Regions from separate parts of the Mus musculus genome. Here region 1 is linked to region 2. A link is a contact called in public Hi-C data. All regions are on one chromosome and are shown on one strand. Each heading gives the region's core, a stretch centred on a gene start, on an enhancer-like site or on the middle of the called end of the contact. The rest is flanking DNA. Distances are from core to core; before and after follow the strand shown.

Region 1 (7,454 bases), core at 3,512-6,011, 240 kb before region 2:
TCCAGCCCCATCTATGATAATGTTAAGCATTAAGAAGACCCATAGCCAAGTGTGGTTAGGCACACCTTTGATCCCAGCACTCTGGAGGCTGAGGCAGGCATACCTCTGTGAGTTCAAGACCAGCCTGGTCTACAGAGCAATTTCCAGGACAGTCAGGACTACATAAAGAAACCCTGTCTTGAAAGACTAAACCAAACCAAACCAAACCAAAACAAAAAGGAAGACCCAGAAAGCAAGAATCAGCTTACTATTTGGACTGAAAGAACAAAGAATATGTTCACCCTAAAGAAGAATGTGTTTACCCTGATAACCCTCGACCCTGTTCCTCCCTTTGACTCCACCTTGAATAGTAGTTGAGATGAAAACATTCCACCTGGTAGGGAAGCTCCTGAAGACAGAAGGTAAGCAGCTCAATATAGCTCCAGGAAGGCCCAGAAACTGCCCAGATTCACCAGGCCCCTCCCTCCCGAGGGTAAATAGTGCAGACTGTCAAGAGTTGCTGTCAGACCAGCCACTGAAGCCGCAAAGAAGCAGAGACCAGCCAAGGAGCCTACGGGAAACAAAAACCAGGTAGGCTACCTGGCAGAGGTTTAGAACATCGGAGGTACCCGGAAGGGAAATTCTCCAACTATTGAGCTGCCTGCAGGCAGTGCAGTGTGCTCCAGGCTCCCAGCTTTGGAGAGCTGTGCCTGTGCTGGGTGGTTTTTGAGTCATTTCTACTCCTGTAAAAAACTACTCACCCATGGCTCTATTAATCATCCCAATAAAACACACTAGGTCACCAAGTTAGCCTTTGGTGGGATCTGTACTTTAGTCTGCTGTGGGCTCTGTGTGTGTGTGTGTGTGTGTGTGTGTGTGTGTTGTGACTCCCCAGGAAAAGTCTGTCACACAACACTTCACACTCTGAGGTACCTTTGGCTTACATCAATAATAAAGAGGTGAGGAGCCCAGGAGGGACTGTGACCTGTCTAAAACAGGACTAGGAGATGGGCAGCGTGACGCCCCTCTAGGACACAGTTTTGATTCACTAGCAAAACTCTGTTCCGTACTTTTCTGTCTCTGAATCCAGAGCGCTTCTTCTTCTTGTCCTCAGGATAAGGCTCTGCCGCAGCATCTGCAGCCCTTCCTTCACGGCTGGACACTTCCCCGCTGTCTTTGTTTCTCTCTTTATCTTCTGTGTCAGGCTTCTTGCTGTTAACGCATGGTGGAGATTCTGCGTGAGCCCTGGTGGTGCAGAAGAGAAGCCTAAGTTAAGCATGAAACTCCATGACTTTAAGAAGTACCCACACCCAGCTCAGAGGAGCACTAATCACATGTGTCACGAATCCCATGAAGAACCTCCTAAAACAGCCAAAACCACTCGGCACCCCCTGTGTTACTCACATGCATGAAGCAAAAGCAACGGCCTGCTAAGTAAAGTAAGTTAGGCACAAAGGGCGAACACTATACAAGTGCGTTGCCATGAGTTATCAAGCTCGGTTAAAGCACAGAGCACGTGAGGGATGCAGTGTGGTTAGTTACGGGGTGTCAGGTTGTAACGGTCTGAAGGCGGCAGAGGAGGGCAGAGGAAGCTGCTCTTTAGTCGGGTCATCACTTCATGCTCATTCCCATTTCATGGGAAGGTCAGCTTTGTTTTTGAGACTTATTTACTTTTATGTGTACGAGTGTTTTCCTGAATGAATGTCTGTATATCATGTGCGTGTGTGTCTGTGTGTATTTGTGTGTGTGTGTGTTCAGTGTCAGCAGAGGTCAAAAGAAGGCACTGGATGCCCCGGGACTGGAGTTTCAGACTGTTAGTAGTCACTAACAGTGGTTACTGAGAACTGAACCAGGGTCTGAATCTGCTCTCAGCCTCTGTGCCATCTTCCCCAGCTCTGGGACACCATCTCATGCTTACTTTCCAATGAGTAAAGCATTTCATTCTTTTTAATAAGCACATCACCTCACTCTTACGAGAGGAGGAAGTTCCAGAGCCCTAATTCACAACAAGAATATATTTAATATGAATAAAATGTCTTTAAATGGTTAAAATGAGAAATGCTATATATTGTTTACAGTAATAAAAATAGAAATAAAATAAAAACAAGTAAAAACCAAGTAATAAAATTTCTCCCTTTGTGTGTGTTATTATGTATGTGTGTGTGTGTACATGTATATATGTGTGTGTGATATGTGTGTAAAAAATGCAGAAGTGCACGCATGCATGTGCCATGCTAGTGTGTGCTGGTCAGAGGACAAGCCCAGATGTTGTCTTCATCTTTCACCTGCTTGAACAGGGTTTCTTGGTTGTTTGTGGCTATGAACATACTCCGGCTAGCTGGTCCATGAGGTTCCGGGGATTCTCGGGTCTGTTTCTCACTTCCCTGGAAGATGGCAGATGCCCTTCCTTCCACTTTTGGGTTTGTGTTTTGTGTGAGCTCTTCACGATTGTATGACAAGCACTTTACCCACTGACTGACTCCCTACACCCACTAATAAACCCTAAACAATCAAATGTGCTGGGTGTGGTGCTTACACCTGCGATCTCAGCGCTCACAGCACATATCAGAGCAGCCTGATCTATACAGCAAGCCCAGGCCAGCCAGGGCTACACAGTGAGATCCCGTCTCAAGAACCCAAATCAAAACAAATCAAAACACCCCAAAGATGCTTCCCCTATCAACGTATCCTTATTCTTTTAGGTTGGCCAGTACCTTTTACAAAGAAAACACAGAATGTGTGTGACTGATGAAGGAGCATCAACAAAAGTCCTCAGCTGTGCTCCCAGAGAGGGAGGGGCAAGAGGGGGAAGGGAGGGGGAGAACAAGGGAGAATAGAGTACACTGCTACTAGTGTACTAGAATAATGGAAGAGCCTTTTTCTCAGATTCTTGTTTATTGAAAATAATATCTTTCAAACACTATTATATTTCTTTGTTTGGTTTGGTTTTCTGAGACAAGGTCTGTCTACATAGCCCTGGCTATCTTAGGACTCACTATGTAGATATACGGCAGGTCTCCAATTCACAGAGATCCACCTACCTTTGTCTCCCAAGTGTTGGGATTAAAGGTGTGCAGCACCACACCCAGATCAAAGTAAACTGTTCTGATCTAGGTTTCCCTCCCTCATCTCCTCCCAGGTCCTCCCCATTTCCTCCCAGGTCCTCCCTGTCTCCCACCTTCCAACTCTACACCTTCCTTTTCTCTTGCTTTAGAAAACAAACGGGCAAATAGAAAAAAACAAAACAAACAACAAAGAAAAAGCAGAGAAACACAGACAGACACACAAACACACACATATACCATAAAAACACAAAATTGGAAATCATAACGTATAAGCAAAAGCTTGGGCAAAGGACTTGCCCTTAAGAGTGGCTCATATAACCAATGAAACTCCCTTGGAGAAACAAATTTTTCCTTTGCCAGCAGTTGTCAGGTGGAGACAGCCTCTGAGTTAGGTTTCTGAGACAGGGACTCTGCCTCAAGAGGAGACCCACAGGCAGATCAGATGTGATCTGTTTCAATTAGTTTCCAGAAGCACATTTTGAAACATTATTAGGCTTAACTATCTTGTAGGATGTGGCTTCTCTTGATTTAGAACACCAGGGTTCTCATTGTAGGTCACTGTGAATCCTGTGTGCCAGTCCAACCTTGTTTTTGTCTTTTTAAGCAAAGTCATGCTCAAGTAAATACATAAGGCACCAGCCATGGAATCCACAATGTGGGCACTGCACGAAGGGCTTCGGTTACAAAGAAAGGTAAATTTAAGTAGGGAAGGAAGCAAAACGAGAAAGAAATGTGGGGCAACAAAAGGAACGGAGAACTCAGGATGGAAACCTCTTGGGAAGATGCAAAAATGTCTCTCAGAATTTCTCAGGAGGACAACATGGCACCAACTCCGATGTCACCAGTTTATTAATACCCTTCAGTTCAAGCCCACAGTGTGAGGAAAGAACAACTCTAGCCACTGACCTCTGACAAAGACAGACAGACAGACAGACAGAAAGACACACACACACACCCCTCTGACAATTTCACACACTGTAGATAGTATGCTACTCCCATGTCCGTTCTTACACCCCTCACACTGCTGTCAATCCCCCATTAGAAGTTTCTTTCCTACATTCAAATCTTTTTGGTTTGTCTACTGAGTGTAACCAGGGCCATCTGTGTGGTCTCAGGCTTAGAGCCATCTGTCAGACTGGTGGATTACCAGCAAGTATACAACTAAACACAATGGCTGCCAGTTTCCTTTTGTTGTTGTTTTTTGTTTTGAGACAGGGTCGGTCTCTCTAGTCCTGGCTGTCCTGGAACTCCCTGTGTAGAGAAGGCTGGCCTCAAATTCACAGAGGTCCGCCTGCCTCTGTCTCCGGAGTGCTGGGATTTAAGGTGTGCACCACCACCACTTGGCTTGTGTCAGCCTTCCGAGAGGGGGATGCTTTCCACATTTTTAAATAGTTGAAAGTTATCAATAATATTCAGTTCCCAGCACTCATGTCTGAGGCTCACAAGCACCTGTAACTCCAGTTCCAGGGGACCCAATGCCTTCTTCTGCCTCTGCCAGATTCCTTCACACATGTGCACATACCCACACACAAATATACACACACGTACGCATAAGTAGAGATCTTTTTAAAAGGAATTTCATTTTTAGTGGCAATTTGAATAGACAATTCACAAAGAAGGCCAAAGAAATGGCCACCAATTCTGGGAAGAGGCTTAGCATCGTCAGCTGTTCGGGAAGCAGGAAGCCAAGTGTTCTGACCAGATATCATGAGCAAGTGGGAACAGGATCCCTGCCCAGCCAGACTGCGCTGGTGCACTGCCGAGAACCCACTGGGAAACGGTTTGGCTTTTATATTGTTTCAAGTACTAATTTTATTTTATCACCCTTATTTATGTGTGGTGAGGCGCCCACCACCGTGAGTGTGGAGGTCAGAGAAGAACTCTGGGAGTTGCTCTCTCCCACCATGTGGATCCCAGGGGTCAAACTCAGCTCACCTTGTCTGGTGACAGAAGCCTTTACCCTCTGAGCCATCTCACTGCCCTGGTTTGGCAGTCTGGAATCAAGGTTACATTTTCCTGGCAAATATATTCCTAGGTATTTAGCCAAAGAGAAGGGCATATGAATTTCAAGGTGGCTTCTATCAATGAGAACAAACAGGTAGAAGCAAGGAAACCGTAGCTGGATAAATGGTGCCGCCCATATGAAAGAGCACCACTTGACTGCAAAAGAACTCTGACTTCTGATGCAGATGGATATATCAGGCTAAGTTAAGGAAGGCAGATGCAGCCAAGCATACATTGTTACTTTGCCATAAGTTGTTTTAAAGTCAGGCTGCCTTCAAACTGTCAATGCTCCTGCCTCTGTAATCCCTAGGACTGTGATTCGAGGCTATGCCACCAACCTGCCTCCAAGAAATAATTTTTCATGTCCTCACTTACGTCATATTTCAGAAATATAAATCGATAGTGACAGAAATCAACTCACCAGTGGCTTGGAATTGTGGGTGACGTTACCTAGTGTGGAGGGCACTATCGGTTGGTAGAAATGTTCTATTTCTTGATTTGGGGGGTGGTTACAAAACTATATGCATTTGCTAATAATCATGGGACTATTTGTTTTACATGGGCACACTTTATCACATACTTATTCAGTAGGACTAATTTTTAAAATGTACTGTTTTGGGAAGCCAGGTATCAGGACAGTAACTGGAAGACAGGGTGGATGAGACAGAAGACACATAGTATGGCAGAGGCAGAGGAACTGAAGCCTGTGGCTTGCCACATTTTCTGTTCTCTCCAGGGAAGGTTCCACAATGAGGAAGAAAATGACCAGGTGATATAAGAGTACAAGGATTAGTTTCCTGTGGCAACTTAGTTCCTAAGTTTGAAGTTTCAGAAAACATCCCTTTTCTAAAGCAATGTTTCATTTCGATGAAAAATGCAGCAGGGGCAGCAGGCAGCGCTTGAGGAGCTGTTTGGTCTCCACTGCTCTGGCAGGGGGACACGACTAGCTGATAAACCTTATTCCATAGACCAACATCATCAATACCAAACAATTCAGCAAAGAAATTCTGATGTAAAAGCAAGCCTGAAATAACACTCACTTCTTCCACAGGAGACCGGTACTTGCAGTCACTGCAGATGCTCCCAGGAACGCCACCAGCATCAATCTTCGTTTGGTCTGTGTGGGCTGTGATGCCCCATGGTACCAGCGAGAGCCCACAGCTAGTTCTGCCAACGCAGAAAGGGTGTTAAGACGAAACATCCTGTGGACAAATGATAGAAACGTCACTTTTAGATGCTGCCGGTGGTGACGATAATGATCATGATGGTGGTGGTGGCAGCTACATCACCAAACGCTGATGAAATACTATCAGACACCATACTGTTTTGCAGTTAATTGGCCTCAGAACAACTTATGAGAACAGAGCTACTACTTAACTACTTATAACTCAAAGGAATCAAAGTTAAATTTGAAGACAGAAACTACGTGCTAAGTTAAACAGAGAAATCCTGATCTAAAATACAGTTAATTCTAACAGGAGGGTTAACCAGATGTAAAGAGATGGCAGCTCAAGCAGCCATGGATTCCAGGCCTAATGGAGAGCATCCAAAGGGGCCAGCCCAACCAGGGATGATTCCCAGATCTTATGGAGAGGACAAAACTATGGAAACTTGGGAATTTTACCGAGGTATCATATCAGCAAAATGTACTAGAAAGCCATTTTGGGGGAATGCCAGGAAAAGCCACAAGAACTCATGGCAGGAGAATCTGTTGGTCAGGCACTTGGATCAGGGGAAGCTCCTGAATGTCCCACTGAGGTGCGAACAGCACAGAAGTAACAATGAGAGCACACAGAATCAGAAGGGACAGCTCTCCCCCTGCACGCCCGGCTCCTGGTGAGAAACAGGAAATTTAAAGGGAGAAAGTTGCTCAAGTGTGACTCGCGCCTGAAAATCCATGGGAGAAAGCAGTGGGGTCCAGAGCTTGAAGCTAGACGGTGCCACATTGTAGCTGGAAGTTCTTGCTATTTCATGCCTTAATGCTGAGAGGTGCTTCCATTAAAGCCATTGAAGTTTGATTTAACCCTTTCTCACTGCTAGCCCTGGGAAAGCTCCCTCCCTACCAGATTCTTTTCATGTCACAGTTAAAATATAAATACTAAAGAAAGAAATTCCTTCAATGCAGTGGTTCTCAACCTTCCCAATGCTGCTACCCTTTAATACAGTTACTTGTGTGTGGTGACACCTCCCCCCCATCATAAAGTTATTTTCATTGCTACTTCAGAACTGTGATTGTGCTACTGCTATGCATCATAATGTAAATATCTGATGTGCAGACTATCTGATATGCTACCCCTGTTAATAGGTCATTAGAGAACCCTCTGGGCTAAGAACCACTGCTTTAACGTTTTGTTTAGTATTGGGACCTCATCAAGATGGTACCAAGAGTGAAGTCCCTGCCCTTCT
Region 2 (7,306 bases), core at 824-3,323:
TGTGGACTGCCCTTTACAAAAAATAAAAACTTACTTTCTTTGCAAGGGTCTGTGGTGCTAGCCCATCTCTTTATTTAGCATTGATGGTACCCAGAGACTCCCAGAGACTTCTCTCCCTGGGTATTGTTATGCCATCCACAGACTCTCTCTCTTCACCTTGATTTTGGTCACTCCCTATATGAAGAATATGCACTGTTTACCTAGCATGTCTTTCTTTTTATTAACTATTTGTTAGTTATTTTGTTGTTCGTTGGTGTTTGCTTGCTTGCTTGCTTGGTTTGCTCAGGTTTTGTTTTGGTTGAAGAGCTGAGAATCCACCCCAGGGCTTATGCATGCTAAGCTTGCACTCTTCCACATCCCTAACAAACTAACAAACTTGTGTTTGATTTGATTTTGTGGTTTGTTTCTGTCATCTAGGCTAGCCCTGAACTCCTGTGTCCCTCTCCCAGGAGCTAATATACACATACCATATACATATAAATCTAGCACCATTCTTGGCTCCCAGCAAACTTCCTGATGTGTTTCTTAATGTTAATATTGGCCAAATATTTATGAGATGCTTGCTACTTTAGAACAAAAGAAAACTAGAAAGCTTACTATTTTATTGTGACATATCAAGAATAAAAAGATGCAGCATGGATAATTCTGGTCTGGGGATCACAGGGTATGGGGGTGAGGATGATGAGCATTCATTACCCATTTCCTGGTTGTGTTTGATTTGTTGTTTTTCCTTTGTATTGTTACCATATTTCAAGGAGAAATGGCTAGAACAAAATCATTTTTGTTTATGTTAGTCTCAACAAATTTCTCATGAGAAATCTTTAAAAAAAAATTACAGACCAATATCTGTGTGTGGACGGTTCAATAAATAATAGCCTGGGATGGTGGCTGTAAGTCACAGCTGTTTGGGAGGCTGAGGAAGACGGTGGTTTATGCCCAGGGGTCTGAGGCCAACCTGTGCAACACTGAAAACCTGCCTCTAAATATAATTTTTAGTTGCGATTGTCAGTATCACTACAGAAATGGTCTGGAGAGTTATCCCCACACCATGTAAGCTGTATTCTATAGCAAGGGCCAGCTAAGGCTTTCTTAAGGGGCTGCACTACAGACGTTCTAGCTTTCTAAGACCCCGTGGTTTCTGTTGCAATTACTCATTCCTCTCACCGCTGCTGTTGAAATCTGCTGTTCAGACAGAGAGTCAGTCGACCTGCAGTGGGCATGAGTGAGCTCAGCTGTGTTGCACTAAAACTCTACAAACAGAGGTGGCTGGCCCGCCAGTCCATGCTCTACAGCATCTAACAGAAATCATGTCGTGTACTGTTGACTGCAATATATATATATATATATATATATATATATATATATATATATCGCCAAGGACAATTCGTAAAAATCATAGAGGCTTCTGGCTTTTACAATGTTCCAGCAAATGGTGATCTGAAGTATTTTCAGGTGAAGTATTCTGATGGTTCCGATGTCTTTTAAGATGTTCTGGGGGGAAATGAGGCATGATAGTGAGTGCCTATTATCCTAACACATGAAGGGTAGAGAAGAGGGTGAGAGGATCCTGAGTTCAGCATCATTGTTGACTAGACAGCAAGCTTCAGGCCAGCTTTGATCATAGGGAATGTATTTCATAAACATCAAAAGAGAGACAGAGGAGGAGAGCTGGAGGGGAGGGAGTCAGAGACTGACTGACTGACTGACTGACAGACTGACTGACTGACTGACTGACTGGGGAAAGAAGAAAGCAAACTAGCTGGGCCTAGATAAACTGAGTTTGGCAAAATGTTGCTAACTGCTGAAGGGAGTGATGGGTGCCTGGGATTTCCTCGCACTTTGCTCTTTCCTGTTCACAGATGGTCGTGGTAAAAGCCACTGCATAGCCATAATGGTCCAGAAAATGTACCAGTCCCTCCCTTCTCTCCTCACACCATAGCCTGGGAAGGAGATAAGAAACTGAATTCTAAGCTTTGTCTTCAACACAACCAGGGAGCAGCCCCACAACACTCTGTATAAAGGGTGGCAGCCAGATCTGGTGAAGGCCAGACAGATGTCTGGAGAGACCTCAAGTGGTGACACCCGTGCTTGCAGATCCCCAGCAAAGCCAGACAAGCAAGTTCTTCAGAGTCAGTGGTTGGCCTCAGACACCCCAAAAGCAACATTCAGGGCTTTAGCAAGGACTCCAGGAAAGATTAATGTTAAGAACTAAGATGTATCCACAGAGCAGTGCCTGCATCTCTGAGGCTGCCACAGGGCGGTGGGGAGGACGAAGGACTAATACTGAATAAACTCATGCTTTATGAAAGCCACCAACGGTCATCTAAGAAAGACCCAGCCACAATGTCACACAATGAGCATTGAGAAAGCAGGAAGGCAGATAGAGAATGGACACCTGAACTAAACTGATCAGGAAAGGGACATAAAAAGCCTCAGAACTCATAACAGAGGGAAGATTTTTGTTGTAACATAATACATATTTTCCACAAGCTAGCATTTTCTCAGCATTTATTTGACGAGGACTTGTTATTTCACAAGCACTGTCAGTGGTTGAACCAATCAAAATTTGTCCCATGGGTCAGAGAATACAGCCATAAACTAAGTGAGCAATTTACTTAGAAGAATTGAACTTACCAAAATCAGGGGAAAGCTAAGCATGTTGGGTAGGGGTATATACCTGAAGTCAATCAGGAGAGGCTAACGCTGGATCAGTATTTAACATGAGGGGCCAGAGTAGACCTTTCCCAGCAGGGATGACATTTGAAGAGCTAAGGGGAGAGAGGGAACCAAGTAGTCATGAAAACCAATGTTATAAACTCAGCTTGCAATCCTCCTGTCTCCCTTCCCAGGGTGCTGGGACTGCAAGCATGCATCGCCATGCTTTAGTTCACAAGGAAACTATTTAACAAGAAAGCAGTGATCAAAACACCCATAAAACTCCAGACTATACTGCTTGCCCATCATGGTCAAGGCCCTGGGTTTAATCTTCCGTACATACAAAAAGAAAAAAAAGAAAAACAAACACAAGACTCTAAAACTGCATACTGGAAAAGACTAAATATATGTTTTATATTCCTATAAATAAATATAAGGAGACTAGACTTTCCTAATGAACAATTCCCAGATTAGTTCACAGAGAAAGCAGAGCACCTCAGAAATGATAGTAAATAACAGGCCAGTAGAGACATTGCGGATGCACACAAGGAAAAAACCTCAGGGTGATGCATTCAGCATTGGTTACTACACTACAATGCAGACAGTAGTCATGGGAACAGATGCAAACTCTGTGAGGAGAACTCTGTAAAATGCTTCTCTAGGATACAGATAAAGATTCGGAAGGAGAGACATGGGATTCTAGGCTACATCAGGTATAGTTGCATACACCTAGATTTCCAGAGGCAAGTAGATCTCTGTGAGTTTGAAGATAGCCTGGTCTACACAGTGAGTTCCAGGTCGGCAGGGCTACATAGTGAGACCCTGTCTCAAACCACAAAGACTCCTGGATGCAAAGGCTTGACATAATACAGATGGTAGTTTCCCCTATGTCAACCCATGGAATTAGCATGGTCTCAAAACAAAATGCTTGGCACTTACAGGTGAACACTCACTGTAGACCAGGCACTGTTCTAAGTGCAGTATATATACTACCAATTCAGTTCTCCTGACAACTAACCAAACCAGATACTAAAATTTACCATAAACCCAGAATGTGGAACCATCATCGTGGTTATCTGGTTGCGAGCAGACAGATCACTGGATAGAGCAAAGCTTTGTTCAGAAACAGACTGAAATTCATATAAGTATTTGGAAAAGGAGGAGGATGCTGTCTGAGGTGAGATGAAGCCAGCCATGCTGCCGTGGAAGAGAGACTGGCTGTTTGTCTTTCTTAAATGTGACTGAAATTAAGTCCAATGAATCAAAATTTTAAACCCGAAAGAAAAACCAATTAAAATATTCTAAATATTAGTTCTAAATATTAGTGTCCTGGGTACTTTTCTCTCACTCTGAAGAGACACTGTGTGACCAAGGCAACTTATAAAAGAAAGTGTTTAAATAGGTCTTGCTTTCAGAACTCAGAAGGTCAGTCCAGAATCATCATGGCAGGAAGCATGGTGGCACACAGGCAGGCATAACGTGATGCCAGAGCAATAGTTAGAGCTTTAATCTTATACAGAAGCAGCAGACAGCGAGAGACACTGGGCCTGGCTTGGGCTTTTGAAATCTCAAAGCCCAGCCCCAGTGACACACTTCCTCCAACAAGGCCACACCTCCTAATCCTTCTCAAGCAGTTCCACCAACTAGGGACAACATATTCAAACAGACGTAAGTGCCTGTCAGACCATTCCCATTCCAAACAGCACAGTCAGTCTTTCTTACGTTCCCAGATGTCTTCAGGAGGAAGGAGGTGGGAGGTAATGAGATTCCTGCATCCTGTGTTACAACTGAGTTTCCTTGTGCATTGTCCTGGATTCCTAAATGGTCTCGATTGTCTTGGCATGGGTTTTCTTTAGTGCCTTCCTGCCTTTCTTCTGTCATACTTTTGGGACTGGGAAAGATAAAAAGAAAGGGCTTAGTGAGAAATGTGTTCAGTATTCTCCTTGAAACCTAGCTCATTTCTGAGAACTTCAGTCTAGACTCCTGGCCGCAGCACTGCCCTTTGAAGATGCGGCAAAAGTGTGTGACCGTGACTTCGTTCTAATGCTCTGGGCTCAGGCGCTGAGGTTGCCTGTCCAAGATTTTAATAAGAAAAGCAAACAGCAAGAGCCAGAGCCCACTCCAATACTGAAGCTGCACAGTGCATCGCATTCTCATAACTAATGAAAGAGATGCCAGTCTAAGGTCTGGCAGCGAGAGGCAGGGAAAGTTAGAGCGGATAATGCTTAACCAGGATTGCTTTTAAAAGTCAGTAATATATTTTCCCCCAGGTGTGACTGTCATTTTGTTTAGTATGAGACCACCCTTCTATGTATGAAGATGTGTTAGTTGATAGTGTCCCTGTTGTTTAACAGGCTGCTGGGAATGCCTTTTATTGTTTCGGTTCATTTGCATTCTCTGCTTCCCGGTGAAGATGCTAGCGTTATTTGGAGCACATGTGCCTAGAATCAATTTGCCCTGATGGTTTACCTGGCTTTTGTCTCTTAGGCACACCAGAGGCCGGCTTCCTGGCAGAGCGTGGGAGCCGCATATTGCAGTACGGTTGTGCCCTCTGATGGTGAGTTTCAGAAAATCCATTTTTACATCTTACTTTTTTTTTTTTCCCTATCCTCCTTACCTTAGTGTTTCCAGACATTTTTAGTCAATATAAACATTTTTTGTTGTTGTTGTTTTGTTTTTTGTTTTTCGAGACAGGGTTTCTCTGTATAGCTCTGCTGGCTGTCCCTGGAACTCACTTTGTAGACCAGGCTGGCCTGGAACTCAGAAATCCGCCTGCCTCTGCCTCCCCAGTGCTGGGATTAAAGACGTGCGCCACCACGCCCGGCTTAAACATTTATTTTTAATAATTTTATTACATCTATTTATTTGGGGGTGCATGCATGGCATGGCATGTGTTTGCAGGTCAGAGGACAACTTGAGGGGGTCAGTTCTCTCCTCCCACCACGTGAATTCCAAGGACTGAACTGAGGTTGTCTGGCTTGGCAGTGAGTACCTGTACCTGCTCGGCCACCTCTGCAGCCCACTTGCTGATTTACAGACTGTATTCCCACTCCTGGGTCTCTTGGAGGTCAGGGAAAGGGGATGACGGTTAGAGAAAGGGATGTGGAACTGGGATGAGGGTGAATTCAGAGAGTTAACTAACACAGACTAGTTGTCCGTCAAGTCTTCATAGGTCCTCAATGGTCATTCACGTTTAGAAACAGGTGATGAGTTACTTCTCTGCCGGTGAAATGAGCCAGTTCAAGCCAGTTTTGGTTATATTAAATGCAGGTTTATTGGGAAGCTGCTCTTGGATAAGTTTGCTGGCCCCAAGGACCGAGGCCAGGGAAGTCACCATGGGAAGGGAGAGAGAGGAGACGGGGAAGAAAAAGCGAGAAAGTGTGCGTGCAGAGAGACAGGAGAGGAGAAGAAAGAGAAGGAAGACCAAAATGCCTGGATTATATAGGGAGAGGTCCTGGGGGAAAGGCCGGATACTTTGTAAATGTTCAGAGTGCCCCAGACTGTCAAGACGATTGAAACTTTGCTTATTTTTTTCTTTAATCAATTTATTTTTTTTACTTATTAACTTTACATCCTGCTCACTGCCCCCCTCCTGAGGGCACTCCCTTCCACAATCCTTACCCCATCCCCTTCTCTGGGTGTCCCTCCTTCCCTGGCATTTCAAGTCTCTGCAAGGCTAGGTGCTTCTTCTCCCACTGAGGCCAGACAAGGCCTGAAGCCTAAAAGAACATATCCTACGGACAAACAATGTACCCTTTGGGATAGCCCTCACTCCAGTTGTTCAGGACCCACATGATGACCAAGCTGCATAGCTGATACATATATATGGGAAGGCCTAGGTTCAGCATATGTTCTTTGGTTAGTGGTTTAGACTCTGAGAGCCCCAAGGGTCCAGGTTTGTTGACTCTGTTGATCTTACTGTGGAGTTCCTGTCCCATTCAGGACCCACAATCCTTCCTCCTGTTATTTCATAAGAGTCCCCAAGCTCCATCGACTCTTTGGCTGTGGGTATCTGCATCTGTCTGAGTCAGCTGTTGGGTGGAGCATCTTGGCAACTTGTTCCTGTTTGCAAGCATACAGAGTATCATTAATAGTGTCAGGGATTGGTGTTTACCCATGGGATGGGTCTCAAGTTGGGCTGGTTATTGGTTGGCCATTCCCTCAGTCTCTGCTCATTCCCCCATGCCTATATTACTTGTAAACAGGATAAATTTGGAGCTGAAAGTTTTGTGGGTGGGCTGGTGTCTCTATCACTTTACTGGAGTTCCTGTCTGGATGGATATAGGTGGTGGCCTCTTCAGGTTCCATATCTCCAATGCAGTAAGTCAGAGCTAAGGTCACCCCCATTGATTCTTAGATGCCTCCCTTGTCCCAGGTCCTGTCTCATCCTGGAGATGCCCCACCTCCACCCCACCCCCACCTAAGGTCATGTCTTCTAACTTTCACTACCATTTCTACCATAATTTTTCAATTTACAGAGCTTGGCCTAGGGGTTAACATATTTTGTGTAAACTTCAGTTTGATCTTGTTCTAAATTCAACTCTATAAGCATTAATTCACAGACGGCATGCATTAAAAGAACATCTTGCAAATTCACAGAAACAACAAAACTGAAGAAGCCCAAAATGGATCATGCAAGCCCCAGATCCTC

Evidence for each region. Hi-C and Micro-C count contacts between places; a contact is called where the count stands out from the background.
Region 1: a Hi-C map of muscle stem cells shows a contact between it and region 2, with 2.5 times the contacts expected there. The contact joins two enhancer-like sites. A contact is called at or near these places in 1 of 39 promoter capture datasets (3T3-L1-derived adipocytes), 16 of 484 Hi-C or Micro-C datasets (the C2C12 cell line, the HL-1 cell line, the HPC-7 cell line and 12 more), 7 of 115 datasets of contacts at active chromatin or transcription factors (bone marrow-derived dendritic cells, double positive thymocytes, embryonic fibroblasts and 3 more) and 2 of 9 other capture datasets (adipose tissue and embryonic stem cells).

The regions. Positions count from the first base shown.
Region 1 is chr10:59,726,753-59,734,206 of GRCm38.p6, reverse strand. Micu1 (mitochondrial calcium uptake 1) reads right to left here. Exons shown (of 12, transcript NM_144822.3): 2 at 6,089-6,250; 3 at 1,050-1,224. The coding sequence starts at 6,249. Among named protein-coding and RNA genes, the nearest start is that of Micu1, 28 kb to the right of the region's middle. Within about 2 kb of position 4,761, at least 7 of the 459 cell types and tissues checked have an H3K27ac peak or open chromatin away from gene starts, as enhancers often do. A contact at or near this core is called in muscle stem cells, where this site is marked.
Region 2 is chr10:59,488,993-59,496,298 of GRCm38.p6, reverse strand. It overlaps Mcu (mitochondrial calcium uniporter), which reads left to right. Exons shown (of 8, transcript NM_001033259.4): 2 at 5,143-5,212. Among named protein-coding and RNA genes, the nearest start is that of Oit3, 51 kb to the right of the region's middle. Within about 2 kb of position 2,073, at least 15 of the 459 cell types and tissues checked have an H3K27ac peak or open chromatin away from gene starts, as enhancers often do. A contact at or near this core is called in muscle stem cells, where this site is marked.